Regions from separate parts of the Capra hircus genome. Here region 1 is linked to region 2. The links are chromatin contacts, called in public Hi-C maps. All regions are on one chromosome and are shown on one strand. The core of a region is the stretch at or near the end of the contact, and the rest is flanking DNA. Distances in the headings are between cores, read along the strand shown. Region 1 holds the start of BRF2 (transcription factor IIIB 50 kDa subunit). Region 2 has its middle 10 kb from the start of GOT1L1.

Region 1 (6,009 bases), core at 929-3,428, 64 kb before region 2:
ACATCCAGCCCCAGGAGCTTCACTATCTGCATGTAGGTTCCAGAAAACACATCCAGATCTGCATACAGCAGGGTGCAGATGGTCCCCATGGTCAGGGGCCAGTTACGCTGCCGGCAGGTGATTAGGACGCAGCAACCAGCCAGCACCTCCTTCTTCTGCAGCCTGGCTGTGCGGATGCCAGCGAGCTGGTGTGCCTGTTGGTAGTAGGCAACTGCCGTGTCCTCAAATGTTGGTGGCAGCTGCAGCACTCGACAGAGGTCTCTCACTCGGCGAAGACCTAGGAAAACCCACGGCAGGAGTTAGAGACATTTCCAACAATATGTTAACAGGATCAGACAACTGGATTGAGTGGGGTTTATCCCAGGGATGCAAAGATCAGTGTGATACACCACATGAACAAACTGAGAATAAGCCATATGATCATTTCAATACATGCAGAACAAGTTTTTGATAAAATGCAACATCCATTTACAATAATAATAATAATAATAATATCTCCAGAATGTGGGTCTAGAGGGAACAACATATAATAAAGGTCATATACGACAAACTCACACTAACATCATACTCAATGGTGAAAAGCTGAAAGCATTTCCTATAAGATTAAGAACAAGACAAAGATGCCCACACTCGTCACTTTTATTCAACATAGCTTTGGAAGGTCTAGCCATAGCAAACAGAGAGGAAAACTAAAAGGAATCTAAATTACAAAGGAAGTAAAAACGTCACTTCATATCATGTTTGCAGATGACATGATATTATACGTGAAGGAGTCAAAGGAGCTCCCAGCAAGTTCTGTTAAACTCACCTCAGATACCACATGCACAAATAATGGACCTTTCTACAATGATAAGAGTGACACTTGGTAAGGCCATTGGAAAAGCACAAAGACATTTGTGGAAAGAAGTCAACACTTCAGTGCCTCATCTTTTGGAAGCTGGTTTGATTTGTGACCAAGCTTTGACCTGGGTTCCTCGAATCTACCTCAAACATACGCAAGCAGACTTAAACCTTCCACCTAACTGCTACCTCTCTTAGAACCACCTCAATCCTTTATTTCTAATTACCATTCTCTTCTTCTCTACCTTTACATAATAATGCTGAAAACAGAAAAGACAAGCAGACGAGCTGGACCATAAGGAGAATTTTCTTTAAAGCCACTGTGTCATAAAAGGTAGATTCTCACCTCGTTGCTGGCTTCGACTAACTTGTTCGTTTTCCCCGGTGCTTCGAGAATATGTTACTTCTGTAAGATAATGGACAAAAAATAGCTTGTTTAGTCTCTATTCACCCACCCCTGCCCTCCCACCACACAAAACCAGGGAGCAGAATCCAAATCATCAAATATCCACTCCCCAGCTCACAGAAGGTGCTCATCTTTGCAGGTAAAAGGTCCATCTGGTTTTCTATAACCACAAGCAGTACCAAATACACAGAAAGCTTTAGAAGATTAGGACTAGCATTAAAGCAGTTCCAAGTGTTCCAAATTTCCAGCCACCCCTCCTGTACATTCAATTCAGGCAATTTTCCTGCCTGTAGATTTTGAGGGCTGCACTGGTCAGGGACTTTGAACACAAATGAAAAAAAGAAAAGTAAGTTTTTGCCATTTAGTTTTCAAAACTGCTTCGGGGTAGTAGTATTTCCCGCATTCTCACAACACTGACCTATTGATATAATGCTTCCAAATAGGCAAATTAGGTAAATTCAGTGGAACTTTGTTTCTCTCTGTTTCATTTACTACATGTAACAGATATGGTGCTAAGAAAACAGATAATGGCAGCCCCTGATCTGCAGTTCACTCGTTCACTTTCACTGTTTTCTCCCATATCTAAGTGTGCTCATGACAGGGAGACGGCAAGAGATAAGAAGCATCTGACGTCAATCCCTCCATCGCCCCAGGCTGTATCCATGGCCTCCGAAAAGCCCTCACAGGTACCTCGGAGATTGCCCTCGTCACTGAAGGTGGTCGTAAGAACGCCCTCGGTGACCACGCAGCCGCAGTCGGAGCACACCAGCTGGTTCTGGGAATAGTGCGAGTCTTCCACTAGCTCAGCGGAGCCGCAATCGGGACAGCGGCCTCCACCCGACATCGTACAAGCGGTCCAGAGCCCAGGCAGCTAACCGCCCCTACCGCCCACAGCAGCAACTGTGCCGAAACAGGAAGTAGGAGCGGAGTCTTGTATGGTTGCACCTTCCTCTTCCGGCCAGCGTAACAGCCGAACTGTAGGTACCTTCTCCGCGGCTTCCGGTCCGTTCCTCTGCGGACTCGGGTAGAAACGTGATCGAGGAAAGGAGGTTCCTGGTCTGGACTGTATCTTCGGATTCCCCGCCATCTGTACTTAGTTTGAGGTTGGCTGTCTAGGCTCTTGAGTGAGCTTTCTACCGCTGTGGACGCGCGTAACAAACAAAAAACTGTTGCCAGCCACAAACAATTCTTTCTAAAGCGCCAAGGGTATCGCCGACTCTCCTTTTTCTCTTCAATTCAGTTTAGTTCAGTCGCTCAGTCGTGTCCGACTCTTTGCGACCCCATGAATTGCAGCACGCCAGGCCTCCCTGTCCATCACCAACTCCCGGAGTTCACTCGGACTCACGTCTATCGAGTCAGTGATGCCATCCAGCCGTCTCATCCTCTGTCGTCCCCTTCTCCTCCTGCCCCCAATCCCTCCCAGCATCAGTCTTTTCCAATGAGTCAACTCTTCGCATGAGGTGTCCAAAGTACTGGAGTTTCAGCTTTAGCATCATTCCTTCCAAAGAAATCCCAGGGTTGATCTCCTTCAGAATGGACTGGTTCGATCTCCTTGCAGTCCAAGGGACTCTCAAGAGTCTTCTCCAACACCACAGTTCAAAAGCATCAATTCTTCGGCGCTCAGCTTTCTTCACAGTCCAACTCTCACATCCATACATGACCACAGGAAAAACCATAGCCTTGACTAGACGGACCCTTAATAAATGTTGATTCTGGCCATAGTACAAAATTTGTGGCCTAAAAGGGAGAGTAGTGTATTGAGAGAGCAGGAAATTGTGTTCTTTCCAAAGCAGCTTCCCTACAAGCACGTTGTTTCCTCTCTTTGCAGAGTGACAACCTGGGAGGCTTCCAGAGACTAGGCAAGAAATGTCTAAGGGAGTTGGAGAGAAAAACTATGGAGGTTAGTGAGGCCCTTGGCAGTCTGAAGAATTTAAGCAAATTGAGATGTTTTTAAAACCTTAAGCTTTAAGATGCTCCAAGATTCTAGCTCCGAAGTTCCTGGTGTGGTATAGTATAGATCAAAGAATCAAGCAAAAATGTGCCTCTAGTAATGTTCCAGAAACCAAGCTCACAAATGAGAGATTTTGTATGTCATGTTTGAATATAACATAAGTGTCAGCAAAGAGGATGTGTTTTCTCATAAGTAAATCCCAATTGCACTCATCAAGAATAAAGGTTTTCAGGAATTCCCTGGTAGCCTAGTAGTTAGGACTTTGTGCCTTCACTGCTGAGGGCCCAGGTTCAATCCCTGGTCAGGGAACTAAGATTCCACAAGCCATGTGGTGTGGCATAAATACATAAATAAATAAATGTTTTTTAACACTTTAAAGTTTTAGAGTCAATTATGTTTGAAAAATAAGACAATTGAGTTAAAGTTACAAAGAACTGTGGCCAGTCCCTCTGACTCCAAGAAAACAGACGGGCGTTATCACAGCCTGTGCTGAAAGTATGTGGGGAATTTCTGCTTCTCTGTTTGATCTTGGAGAATTTCAGGCAGTCTCTGGCATTAGCAGATTTTAGAAGATGTTAGTTTCAGACAGTGCAATCGACATCCTTACTGGGAGGGTAAAGTGAAAGTGAAGTCGTTCAGTCGTGTCCGACTCTTTGCGACCCGTGGACTGTAGCCCACCAAGCTCCTCTGTCCGTGGGATTCTCCAGGCAAGAATACTGGAATGGGTTGCCATTTCCTCCTCCAACTGGGAGGGTAAACATGTCCCTAAAAGGAATATAACTGGCCCTGGGAGTATGTCTTTACATTCCCATAGAGAACAGTATCCAAGGCCGCTCATCCCAGTTTTGTGCAGATCATGAACTTAACTGCATTTTTTTTAAAAAAGTGGGATTTCACTACAGAGTCATCTACCCATGACAGAAGCCCTGAAATTCTGCTTTCCCTGACATTTCTCATAGTAAAGTGGAAGAGCAGTTTTATGATCCGGCAACTCTGGGCCTTCCAAGGTGGCACAGTGGTAAAGAATCTGCCTGCAATACAGGAGACGCAGGAGACTCGAGTTCAATCCGTGGGTCAGGAAGATCCCCTGGAGGAGGAAATGGCAACCCACTCCAGTATTCTTGCCTGGAAAATCCCATGGACAGAGGCGCCTGGCAGGTTTATAGTCCATGGGGTCCCAAAGAGTCAGTCATGATTGAGCACACACACAGCTAGCAACTCCAGGGTTGGAGAGGTAATTCTCTTCCAGCTGCAAGTGTGTGATGCTCTCAGAGAGCCTCACCCTCAGACGCAAACAGGCAGGGAGGTAGTCAGGACCCAGGCCAGAAGATGGCGCGCTCTCCTAAGACATGCAAGTCTAAGGTTCACGTTCTCATGAAGAAAACCATTTATTTAGGAAATTAATTTGTCTTCCTCTGGGAAATCAGGACATACATATCATCCTTGGTGCCTTTCCTTCCGATACAAACTCTACTAAGATTTAGGGCTGCCCTGGTGGCTCAGACAGTAAAGACTCTGCCTGCAATGCAGGTGGCCCGGGTTAAGAATTAAGTGTCCTTCAGTGACAGTGATGATCTGTTTAACAGATGCTTCTCAAAGCCTTCTCCCCAGCTCCTCCCCAAGCCTGTGAAGCTGGAGCCATGTTTCTTGTCCCTAAAGCCAGAGCCCACAGGGTACTTGGCACATCAGCTTTTGGAATGCTGAGTGCCCAGATGGGCTGGATTAGAGCAGAAAGCTACTGAGGAGTGAAGGTCATTGGAAAAGATGCCTCAGACATGGTCCAGATATGAAATTCTGACCTCAAGACCAGAGTTCTTTCTGGAGAGGAGACCAGAGAGGAAGGCCGATGGAAGGCCTCTGCCCTGTCATCTCTGGTTACATGTGTGTGTTCGTTAGTGGTCTGCCTGTCTGACTTTGTTACAAGTCTCCCTGGGAATGACCTGGCTGTCTCATCCCTGTGTCCCAGGAATGCCTGTTACACCAAAAGGCTGTTCAGCTCCTGTGGACACCCGTCCTGGGTAGGCCTATCAGAGGCCACACATAGATGGAATTCCTCAGTGGCAGGATCATTTTTAGTCTGGAGTGAGTAACTGGGGGGAGGTGGGGTTGGGCTTCTCTCAAGGCCTCACCCCGGGCTTCTTCCAGCTCAGATGACTCTCTAACCCAGTTTCACTCTGAGCCTGGAGGATCCACTCTCCTCGCCAACCTGGGCCTTGGAGCTTTTCTGACTAGGTCCTGGTCATCTCAGCTTTTCAGCAGATGCTGATTGTCCTCTGACAACAGTGGTGACAGCCTCAGTCCAGGGCATGACCAGGGCCCTCGCTCATATTCACTTTCCCTTTTCCTGTTTTTACTCTCTCCCTCCCCCTGGCTGAGGATCACTGTGTTGGGTTTCTTCATCTCCCGGGAACAAAGGCACCTGGCAACTCTGAGGAGGTAGCCACAGGCCTAGAGCTCAATCACAGCCGGAACTTCCCTCCTCGGGAGCCGTGGCTTATAGGCCCTTGCTTGAGTGGGGTTGGGTCATGGGTTCCACTTTCCCTGCCTGTTCCCATCCTCCAGTATTTCAGGTCACTCAGAATATTATCTCTTTGGCCCCCCAAAGTAATCCTAGACTGGGTGTCCATAGACATTTTCCTAAAAGGGCCCGAAAGCAAATATTTAGGTTTGGTGGATTCGAAAGTTTTTGTTTTAACCACTCAAGTCTGCTTTTGCAGGATGGACACAGCCATAGACAATTACTCAGACATAGACAATGAACTCAGCTGTATCCCAATAAAATTGTGTAGACACTGAAATTTGAGTGTCATGA
Region 2 (6,203 bases), core at 1,153-3,652:
CATTTGAAAAGACCCTGAGTCTGGGAAAGATTGAAGGCGGGAGAAGGGGATGACAGAGGATGAGCTGGTTGGATGGCATCACCAACTCAATGGACATAAGTTTGAGTAAACTCCAGGAGTTGGCGATGGACAGGGAAGCCTGGCATGCTGCAGTCTGTGGAGTCACAAAGAATTGGACACAACTGAGTGACTGAACTGAACTGAACTGAATGCTCACCCCATCCCCACACCAACCACATCAGCGATACCCAACATACTGTTGATAAGACAGGTCCTAAACCCAAATTCTATCATTGAACTTCTGCACTTTCCTGGTGGGAAAGGGTGGTTAGCAGTGAAGGGACTCGTAGGGTAGACCGCCTAAAAGTTCTCATGGACAATGTGTTGTTGCCCAGTAACTTTTTTTTTTAGTAGTGGTAAAACACACATAATACTAAATTTACATTTTTTAAAACAATTTTCTTGGAGTATAGTTGATTTACAATGCTGTGTTAGTTTCTGCTGTACAGAAAGATGAATCAGCTATACATCTATATATATCCACTAGTTTTTAGATTCTTTTCCCATATAGGCCATTACAGAGTATTGAGAAGAGTTCCCTGTGCTATATACAGTATAAAATGTACATGTTTTAAGTTGTACGGTACAGTAGTCCAAGGGGCTTCCCGAGTGGAGCAGTGGTAAAGAATCCTTCTGCCATTGCAGGAGATGCAGGAGACTCCAGTTCAATCCCTGAATCAGGAAGATTCCCGGGAGGAGGAAATGGCAGCCCACTCCAGTTCTTCCCTGGAAAATTCCAGGGACAGAGGAGCCTGGCGGGCTACAGTCCATGAGATCACAAAGAAGCGGGCACAACTGAGCACCAGCAAGCAAGTCCAGTAGTGTTAAGGACACTCACATTCTTGTGCAACCAGACTCTATAACTCTTTACATCCCTACCCTTGTATCATTTTTAATATCATTCTCCTTCTAGGTCTAACATCTATTCCCTGTCTCATAGCTCAAGTTCCTCTTGATTCTGAAAAAAATATATATGATCTTAAGATTTTTAAAATATTGTTTATTTATTTATTTGGCTGTGCCGGGTCTTTGCTGCTGCACGTAGGATCTAGTTCCATGATTAGAGATTTAACCAGGACCCCTGCTTTGGCAGTGTACTAGCCATTGGACCACCAGGGAAGTCCCAACATTTTTTTTTTAATTGATGCTATGAATTCCCATGCAAGGGCCCAGGAATCCTGACCCTCAGAAGTAGCTGACTTTGTCTCTAAGGGAGGAGTCAGGAAATGAAGACCATACTTAGGTACCAACCCAATACCCCAGTAGATTGGAGCTGCTGCAGACAGCACAGGTTTCTGCAGACTGCCCTATCCCAGGAGGCATCTTCTGGTCCTAATGTTCTAAGGAGCAAGGAGGCCATTAGTTAATAAAAATGCTATCACAAATACTGGAGAAATAATCTTATGTGCCAGTCACAGGTTTGACAGCACAAATATGTTCCTTGAGCTGCTGCTGCTGCTGCTAAGTCGCTTCAGTCATGTCCGACTCTGTGCGACCCCATAGACGGCAGCCTACCAGGCTCCCCCGTCCCTGGGATTCTCCAGGCAAGAACACTGGAGTGGGTTGCCATTTCCTTCTCCAGTTCCTTGAACTATTATACGTTAAATTGGCAAAGTTAGAGAATAAAGCAAAATAAATACAAACTGCAGCAAGAAGTATAAAGCCAGCAAGAAGTAAAGGAAATGAGGTGTTTGCGGAGGAGGGGAGACCTTACTTTGCAGATTGTGAGTATTAGTCGCTCAGCTCTGTCCGACTTTTTGCTACCCCATAGATTGTAGCCCGTCAGGCTCCTCTGTCCATGGGCTTCTCCAGGCAAGAATACTGGAGTGGGTTGACATTCCCTTCTCCAGGGGATCTTCTTGAACCAGGGATGGAACCCTGGTCCCCAGCCTTGCAGGCTGATCTTTACCATCTGAGACACCAAGGAAGCCCATACTTTATAGGCTGGTTACCTAAAAACCCTTGAGTGTGTTGAGGGAGAGGAGTGGGGGGCGGGGGGCAACATTTAAGCTGAGAGCTGGAGGCCATACGATGAGAAAGAACAGACCTTGCAAAAAGCAGAGAAAGCAGGAGAGACTGCCAAGGCCCTGAGAAAGGAAGGCTTGTTTATACTGGAGGAACTGGAAAAAGACCGGTGAGGCTGGACCGTGGTGAGAAAGCGAGAGAATGGCGCTTAGATCTCAAATCACGGGACGGGATAAGGGTTCTTGTTAACACCTCCACGTCGAGAGAGGAGTAGGCTGCCCAGGAAGACTCTAGTTCCCAGGCAGGAGGAGAACCGCGAGCGAAGGCGAAGCCTGCTGGGGGCGCTCACGAGCAGTCCCGAGCCCGTCCTCCACCAGGGCACCTACCCCCATAGCACCGCTGATCGGCCCTCCAGCCTCGTCCGGGACGCGAGCCCCAGCCTTCGAACAGGGTCCCAGACCTATTCCTAAGTAGAAAACGCCTTTCTCCCAGCCCTCGGCTCCCTTCCACCCGCCAGCGGGTGGTTGGGCCGGTAACCCCGCCACCCGCCACCCGCAGTCGGATGCTCTGTTCTGGGGTACCTTCCAGTTCTTCCAGGGTCCTCTCTGGTCCTGGGGCCTCCTCGCTTGCCCCATCACAGAACCCCATCCTCCACTTTCCTCAGCCCAAGTTGGGGGTCCTCCCAACCCTGCCTCCCTCCAACACACACACAGACAACCGGGATTTGGAGGCGAGCCTTGGGGCCATCTCTACCTACGGAGGACTGGGTTTCCCACAAGCAGCGCCCCGTTCGGGCTTCTCCTGGTACATTTGCAGCCATTTGCAGCCACTTGCCGCCCATTGAAAATCGGGAACAACCTCGCAGGTTTTCTTTCAGTGGAAGGTCTTGCTGGACCTACAGCCAATGTAAAAAGGGAGAAGGCAGCCCCAGAAATGCTGGGAAAGCTCAGGGCACGCAATCACAAACTGCTGGACTCGGCGCCCGCAAGCGTGAGTAGAGACTAGGGGACACTCATCCCTGGATCCTTTGGAATCTTCTGGAATCCTGGCGCGTCCTGGCGGGGATAACCTTGGAGTCTCAGGGCACCGACAGAGGTGAATTCACTTGAAGACCAAGACTCCCCGGATGGCAGATGTAGGAGGGAAAGATGAGCACACCGTGGAATACTTCCTCCCTGGCTCCCTGACCCCCAACACTCATACATCAGGCAATTGAAGATGCCTGGGCCAGTGGGGTCCACGGGAGGAACCTGCCTGGCGCCAGGGAAAGCAGAACCGCAGTGTCGGTGCAGAATTGTCAGCCCCGGAGTCTGAAACCTGGCCTCCAGGCAGTCTCGCCAGACACAGACTGTGCATTTTATTTTATGTGCAGCGCAGCACAGGGGATCTTAGTTCTCCCACCAAGGATCAAACCGGTGCCTCCTGTGTTGGGAACCCGGAGCCCTAACCACTGGGCAGTCAGAGAAGTCCCAACCCGCTACCCTAGAGCTGTTGGTGGTGCCCACCTTCTCCAGTAGGGTTTTCCAGTCCTAAGAAAGCCTGTGGACCCATCGCTCCCTCTTCTGGTTCCTTCATCTCCTTGTCCTGATCTCTAAGCAGAGGGCTGTATCTGCTGGGCGGGGAAGGCAGGGGAGGGGAGGGTGGGGGCTTGGGGGGCAAATAGTTGTGCAGCTCTTAATTCTCTGCAAGGCAGGCGGTACACCTGGCTCCGGGCTCATGGACCCTGGAGGCCCCTCTAGACCCTAACAGTCTCCCTCTGGGCTCTGCTCTGGGTGCTTATTACCTCCTGGGGGTTGGGGGGCAAGAATGAAGGGGTAATGGAAGCAGCCTGCCTGGGGGAAGGCAGCACCCCGAAGCAGGGGTCAAGGCACCAAGGCTGGTCTGCAGCTCTTGTCAGCTGTGTGACCCAATCTGGACAGGTTACTGGTGCTCACCAATACTGTAAACAAGGATGATAATAATAATATTAACTTAACCTGCTTGAAATGAGGATTAAGTGAGAAGATGGACCTAAAGTGCTTAAATAGTGCAGCTCCAGGTAGCATTCCACAACCATCAGCTATGATAGTAAAGGTCATTGTTACAGTCTGGACTCCTTGGAAGAACCAGATGCATTCACTGACAGTTTACTCAACCCAAGCTCCCATGTCTCCAGTGTCCTACGCTGCGTTTCAAAGAAAGACTGGCTCCCAGGAATAAAAAGTGAAAAAATATTTCTTCCCCTGTTATCACCACCCAGAATGAAGAAATCCAAATGGAAAAATTGCCCACCTCCTACTGTTCCTAACAAATCATTATTTTCAGTCTTTCATATTACTCCTGGCTTATATGCATGGAATTCTGTATTCTTATTACTTATTATATAAGTATTTCACTGGTTGCATGTAAGTGTACTGCTGCTGCTGCTAAGTCGCTTCAGTCGTGTCCGACTTTGTGTGACCCCATAGATGGCACCCCACCTGGCTCTCCCGTCCCTGGGATTCTCCAGGCAAGAATACTGGAGTGGGTTGCCATTTCCTTCTCCCATGCATGAAAGTGAAAAGTGAAAGTGAAGTCATGTCCGACTCCTAGCAATCCTGTGGACTGCAGCCTGCCAGGCTCCTCCATCCATGGGACCTTCTCGGCAAGAGTACTGGAGTGGGTTGCCATTGCCTTCTTACCTGGTATTAATAATGATCATTTTAATGAATGCATAATATTCCACTAAGTTGATATGATTCCTTCACTATATCCATATTGTTCAGCTCTTAAGATGTTCACAAACTTTCATTAGTAATGCCGCTATGTAATCTTTGTTAATAAAACTTTTAAAGTAAAAGTTCAAAATAACTTATTTTAGGGAGTTCCCTGGTGGGCTAGTAGGGCTTCCCAGGTGGCTCAGTGGTAAAAAAAAAAAAAAAAAAAAAAAAAATCTGACTACCAACGCAGGAGATGCAGGAGACACAGGTTCGATCCCTGGGTTGGGAAGATCCCCTGGTGTAGGAAATAGCAACCCACTCCAGTATTCTTGTCTGGGAAATCCCATGGACAGAGGAGCCTGACGGGCTACAGTCCATGGGGTTGCAAGGAGTCAGACATGACCAAGCGTGCATGCCCATACTCTACGCACTGGTGGGCTAGTGGTTAGGATGACAGGCTTTCACTGACATGGCCCAGGTTCAGTCCCTGGTAGGGGAAACTGAGGTCCTGAAAGCCAGGTGGAGCAGCCAAAAATAATAATTATTATTATTTTAATATTTTCTTTTAAAGTTTATTTCTCCGAAAGCCATGCAAATCCAATCACCAAGACTAACCTCATATATATGTTTTTTAAAAGTAGTTTTTCATATAAAAGTTAAAATACACAAATATGAATGTTATTTGTAATCCCATCAGTCAGAGATGCCTTAGAAGCTTATCCTTCCAAATTTTTTTGAATATAAATATATATCGATACATAACCTGAAAGTCACTAGGATCATTTTATTAGGCTCAGGAGGTTGGGGAGTGCCTGGCTGAATAAATTCTATCTTTATGCTTTGAGGACAGTTAAAAACGCGATCCACAGGCACTAAGGGTTTTTCTAGAAATCTTCTGGCATTCAGATTAGAAGCCCTTAGAACCTGGGACATAGGAATCTTCAAAAGACCTGAGAGAATAATCTTCATCTGTGGATAAATACCGACTCAAGATAAATTCATCTTTAAGCACCAGGAAACCAGAGGAGATGACCCCACTTGCTCTATGAACTTGTTTGCAATCCTGCTCACTTACAAGACCTCTAGACAGAATCTCTGCTTCCTCTCACAAGAATTAAAATTTAGGGGAAAGGAACTATTTATTTTCCAGGCAGGAGCCTCCCAGCCTTTACAAATACATTTGGGGATCTTAAGCCCAACCCCACAAGGCTGCTCACTTTGTCTGCACTCCCTGTGAGAACAATCTTCAGGGAATTCAAAGAAGCTAAAAATGGACTTGCCTAAATCCTCGTGCTGTTACACTCGTAGTTACAGTTTATTACGGTGAAAGGATACAGACTGAAATTAGCAAAGGAAAAGGGTAGATAGGATGGAATCCGGGAGATACCAGGCAGAAGCTTCCAGTTTCCTGTCCACCCGTCCGGTTCCAATTGCACAGACAGTGCTCAATTCTCCCAGCACCAACATGTGACAGTACGTGTGAGGTGTTGCCAGTGAGGC

The links. A called contact is a pair of places that touch in the nucleus more often than the background predicts.
Region 1: a Hi-C map of blood shows a contact between it and region 2, with 8 times the contacts expected there. The contact joins the promoter of BRF2 here to the enhancer-like site in region 2. A contact is called at or near these places in 3 of 5 Hi-C or Micro-C datasets (blood and liver).

What each region holds. Positions count from the first base shown.
Region 1 is chr27:12,560,135-12,566,143 of ARS1.2, reverse strand. BRF2 (transcription factor IIIB 50 kDa subunit) reads right to left here and starts at 2,178. Exons shown (of 4, transcript XM_005698825.3): 1 at 1,937-2,178; 2 at 1,187-1,246; 3 at 1-277. The coding sequence starts at 2,090.
Region 2 is chr27:12,496,215-12,502,417 of ARS1.2, reverse strand. No RefSeq gene overlaps it. Among named protein-coding and RNA genes, the nearest start is that of GOT1L1, 10 kb to the right of the region's middle. Within about 2 kb of position 2,402, at least 1 of the 5 cell types and tissues checked has an H3K27ac peak or open chromatin away from gene starts, as enhancers often do.